Linked DNA regions of Sus scrofa: region 2 is linked to region 1. Evidence: chromatin contacts called from public targeted proximity ligation data. All regions are on one chromosome and are shown on one strand. The core of a region is the stretch at or near the end of the contact, and the rest is flanking DNA. Distances in the headings are between cores, read along the strand shown.

Region 1 (2,700 bases), core at 127-2,626:
AGGAAATCGGTAGATGAAATGTAGCATGTCTGTAGGATATAATAGTATACAATATTCAAAAAAACTAAGCTAAAGCTACATGTTTCAACTTGGAAATGTCCAAAAATCACAATATTGAGCAACAAAACCAAAATGAAACTGAAAACAGAATGAAATGTCTACATGTGTAACTTCAAAACAGTTCTAGAGTTCCATATAATACTATACAATATTCAAAAAAACTAAGCTAAAGCTACATGTTTCAACTTGGAAATGTCCAAGAATCACAATATTGAGCAACAAAACCAAAATGAAACTGAAAATAGAATGAAATGTCTACATATGTAACTTCAAAACAGTTCTAGAGATCCATATATACTTGTAAACATGCACTTAATGAACACATTTGACAGATTCTATCCAGGGACAGGGAGGTGGGAAGCAGAAAGAGAACAGGGATGGGGTATGAAGGGGAAAATACAATATTAAAATGAGATGAAAGAGGCCTAGTACATGGACCAGTGATGATTATATACAATGAAATGAGGAATATGCAAATTGTATTCATCCATTTCTGTGGACCTGAGTCCAATTAAAAACCAAAATAGCTGCAGAAGATACTGGAAGATAACAGTTTCACTCTTGTCTGCATTGGTATACTTTACATCTAAAGCAGAGTTCAGTCTTGAGCAGTACATTTTAAGAAGCATGGACAAACCCAACTATGTCTAGAGGAGAGCAGTCAGGACAGTGGGAGGGGCATGTAAGGGGCAGGTGTCATGCAATAGATAATTGAAAAAAGGAGACTTAGACACCATGGACTATTAGGAGAAGGAGATTTTAATTTCCATTGTTACTTAAAACTTTTTAACTAATTATTTAAACAAACTTAATCCCCTCTCTCCTGAAGTCTGAGTTTTGTGCACCTCTGTGTGCTTGCTGAACACGCCTCACCCTCTCTGTCGTTCTGGTTTCCCAGCCACTGCCCCAGTGTAATTGTTAACAGCATCGCCTTTTACTTTCAGGTTGTCCCAGAAGATCATGTGGTTTTCTACCTATCATAGTATTTTAATTGCCTTGTTCTTTGTATCTCCTCCTGGGTGACAACCTCTAACACTTAGTAGGAACTTAATAACAATTTGTCGAATGAGTGAAGCATTGAGTAAAATTAAGAGTCTTCTGTGAAATCAATGTATGGCAGTTAACTTTGATTAGAGTCTGTTATCAACCCACATTGGCCCTCCTTATCTCTAAGGGGAAGGGTCAGTTTTCCCTCCAGCCTGTAAGTGCTGTGAACTGATGAGAATCCAGCCACAGTTTCAGCAAGTCTGGGACAGAGTCCACATCCTTTCAGTGCAAGCGAAGTTGTTGGGGATGCTGGGGTGCAGGTAGGGGAAATATATTGCTACACCTCCCTCTAGTGGCTGTTGTGGGGAACACTTCACAAAATCCTTTCAGATTATAATTATTAGCCTCTAAGTTGGTGGTTCTAGAGATCTTCACCCAGAGTTCATTTGTGTTTGAGGTAGGTTTTGGGCATCAGTATTTCTTTAAAAGGTACCCAGGGAGCTCTAATAGATAACCTTGGCAAAATTGGCAGATGTGGGCCATGCTTAAGTAACTAGGTGGCCACTTCCCAAATACGTTTTTTTTCCTCATTAAACTTTTTTAAATGGGTCTCAAAATTCTGTGACAGACTCTTTTTTTGGGAGGGGGCCCACATCTGTGTCATATGGAGGTTCCTAGGCTAGTGGTTGAATCAGAGCTACAGCTGCTGGCCTACGCCACAGCCACAGCAACGCCAGATCTGAGCTGTGTCTGTGACCTACACCACAGCTCAGGGCAACCCCGGATCCTTAACCCACTGAAAGAGGCCAGGGATCGAATCCAAAACATCATGGTTCCTGGTTGGATTCATTTCCCCTGCGCTATGACGGAAACTCCTCTGTGACAGATTTTTGGTTAAGTTGTTTCCATTAAAAAGTACTGATTTTAAAAACTAAAAACTGCCACACACAAAACAAATGGTCCACAAAATCTTCTGAAGTTTTTACAATGCATTGTTATCATTAACCAGTCTTTTACTATTAAACTTAAATGGCCAATTGAGACAAATATTTCTGAGACATTTCTTCTACCACTAATTAAGCCTGGGGTGGCAGATATTGGCGATAACATTCATTTAGCCTTCTGAGCTTTCTGAGCAGACTTGTTGTCCTTGCCAGCTCCAGCTGCCTTCTTGTCCACTGCTTTGATGACACCTACAGCAACTGTCTGTCTCATGTCACAAACAGCAAAACCGCCCAGCGGAGGATAGTCAGAGAAGCTCTCAACATACATGGGCTTGTCAAGAACCATGTCAATGATGGCAGCATCACCAGATTTCAAAACTCAGGGGCATCTCCTGGCTTTTTCCCAGAATGACGATTGATCTCCTTCAGTTCAGCAAACTTGCAGGCAATGTGAGCTGTGTGGCAATCTAGCACAGGTGCATATCCAGCACTGATTTGGTCAGGATGGTTCAAGATAATCACTTATAAAGCCAGCTGTTTCCATTAGGTCATTTTTGCTGTCACCAGCCACATTGCCACAAGGAACATCTTTGACAGACAAGCTCTTGCCATCGAAGCCCATGTTGTCCCCAGGAAAGTCTTGACTCAAAGCTTCATGGAGCAGTTCAACAAACTTTACTTCAGTTGTGACATTGACTGGAGCAAAGGT
Region 2 (2,700 bases), core at 38-2,537, 150 kb before region 1:
CTTTGAACCTCCTGGTGCAATTCAGTTTGTAGGAGGCAGACTAGAAAGAATAAGCTGAACCATAGCAAGAGAGATACAGGTGACATGTCTGGAACTGCATCGGGACCAGACCACTAGAATGTTCTCAAGAGGTGGAGTAGAGGAGCCCAACCTGTAATTTTCAGACCAGGACATGAGTGGGGCCTTATTCGTGGCAAAGGGTTAGAAGGGTTTCAGGTAGGTTAAGATATCATGGCTCTGTCCCCTAAGTGTGTCTCTGTCACACATTTGCCTTGCCGTGGGGATATCAACAGACATTACTGGACCATGAAGAGCCTCCGCACCATTCTGTTAGGAGGATCCGTGAGTGGATTTAGTATGGATTTCATCTCCGCACAGTCATTGCAGTTTCCCTGAGCGTCAGAGAGGCGTCTTCATTTACTGGGTGGGTATCAGCTACTTGCTGGGTGTCCACGAGAGGGTGGTGGATACAAGTATGTATCAATCAAATCAATCATAATTCTTAGTCTCAAGTTACTGATGCGTCAGTTTAATTGGAGGAAAGTTAACAACTACACAAAGCAGATTCATTTTAGTTCTTAGCATACTTGACCACGGCAGCACTTGACTGGCTGATTTTATTTTATTTTATTATATTTATTTATTTATTTTTGTCTTTTTGCCATTTCTTGGGCCGCTCCCACGGCATACAGAGATTCCCAGGCTAGGGGTTGAATCGGAGCTGTAGCCACCGGCCTACACCAGAGCCACAGCAACACAGGATCCGAGCCGCATCTGCGACCTACACCACAGCTCACGGCAACGCCGGATCCTTAACCCACTGAGCAAGGGCAGGGATCGAACCCTCAACCTCATGGTTCCTAGTCGGATTCGTTAACCACTGGGCCACGATGGTAACTCCTTGACTGGCTGATTTTATTCCTAACTCGGAAGTGTGCTAATTCATGGCTCCTCTGCCTCCGTGCCCCTCTGGCCTCGCCTTCCCAGCGCCTTTGCCTGCTCCCTTTCCTTGGACATATTTACATATTGGGGTTCTCAGGAACCCCTTCTTTAACCCTCTGGCCAGGTGATCCCATCCATTCCCTTGGCCCTGCACACTGTCCATAGCACCAGCTCAGACTTGCCTGAAGCCAGCTCCTTTGACAACAGCTGCCTGTTCCACTGCCTGGCTCTGGACGCTGGGACCCGAACTCACTAACTTCCTCCCCAGACTTGCTTCCTCCCAGTCTTCCTGCCTGGTGATGGCCAGAGATCGTGACACTGCCCTCCCCCGCAGACAGTCGCCCTTAGGTCCTGTCGGTCCTGTCACCAACATATGTGGCAAAGATGACTGTTTCCTGCCTCCCTGCCCTGCCCCATCCAAGCCTCACGGCTGCAGTGGTCTCCCGCCAGCCCATATGGGCATAGCCAAAACCCTTTGCAGGCTTCCCACTGCTTTTAGAAGAAAACCCAAGCTCTTGGCCTGACCCTTGGGCATTTGCCAAATAACCCAGCCCCAGCCACCTCTTCAGCCTCACTTTCCGCCACCCTCTCCCTTCCTCAGCTCCGGCTCCACGGTTTCTTTAAGTCCACTGAAGTCTTTGCCGCCTTTCACGGGTGATTCTCTGCTCTGCAGGCTTTCCCTTCCGTTCTGCCTGCTTAACTCCTGTGCTCCTTCAGGCTTGGCTGTTATTTTCTCAGACTTTCCAGAACCACTCACTCTAAAGTAGTCCAGCTCCCCAGACTTGTCTGTCGCACTGTCCTCGTTCTTCTGCTTTCATCACTGATGTAGTTAAGTCGTTTGTATTCACCTGTTTACTTGTTTAGTGTGCACCTGCTCCACTGGACTGTGAACTCGGGATTTATTCACTCCTGTGTCTCCAGGGCCTAGCCGGGTACATGGTTCCTAGAAGGGGCCTAAGCAAGACGATGCCTCAGTGAATGAAGAGAGGAAATGACCGCTCAGTGCATGGGGATGATGATGGTGGGGTCGGGGTCCGAGGGGAGGTCGTGACAGTGGGTGCAGGGGTAGGTGGGGGCTTTTGTGAGGGGGTGAGGCTGGTTTCTGAAGACCGAGCAGGGTCTGGGTGAGAGGGATGAGGGGAGAAGGAGAGGTTCCTCTCTTCTGAAGAACTAGAAAGTGCAAGTATAGAAGGAAGATACTGCCCCTCGGTCCACACAGAGTCAGATACGCTCAGGCCTTTGCCTAATTCAGGATGTTTGGTTTTCGGAGAGTGGTTTCTCTACTCACCTTCTCTTCCTGCCTCCCACCACATTATCTGCAGTTTCCATCCTTCACCCCCCGCCTCACCTGCTTTCACCCAGACATGCACACAGCCTCAAGCAGAGCCGCTAGCTTGACCTGGCAGGAACCATAGGTCTGTCTGATGTAGGTGCTAGGGACGTGATGCCAAGAGAAGCAGCCATAGGCAGCCCCCTGTGGGCCCACTCAGAAGTTTTGAGTCGGGGGAAGATGAAGGGAGGGGAGGAGAGGCCTGGGGTAGCCTCTGGGCCGAAACCAGCTGCTTCCTGCTAAAATCTCCCCTGGTCCAGACTGTTGGCCTGGCCAGAACCTGCTTTCTCCAAGTCATCGTTTTCCTGGCTGAGAATAGGAAAGCATTGCCTGCTTCTCTCCTGCAGGGGGTCCAGGGTTGAGTCATTCTGGCTGGCCTTTGCAGGCCACCCCTTCTCCCTAGTCCTTGGCAAAGTCTGGAGGTGCTC

What was found.
Region 2: a targeted proximity ligation map of alveolar macrophages shows a contact between it and region 1. A contact is called at or near these places in 2 of 5 promoter capture datasets (fetal liver and liver), 15 of 47 Hi-C or Micro-C datasets (alveolar macrophages, blood, embryonic fibroblasts and 6 more) and 1 of 2 datasets of targeted methods (alveolar macrophages).

What each region holds. Positions count from the first base shown.
Region 1 is chr4:89,911,442-89,914,141 of Sscrofa11.1, reverse strand. It overlaps the pseudogene LOC100511506. Among named protein-coding and RNA genes, the nearest start is that of CD84, 19 kb to the left of the region's middle.
Region 2 is chr4:90,063,193-90,065,892 of Sscrofa11.1, reverse strand. The region is part of intron 1 of VANGL2 (vang-like protein 2); the gene reads left to right. Among named protein-coding and RNA genes, the nearest start is that of VANGL2, 16 kb to the left of the region's middle.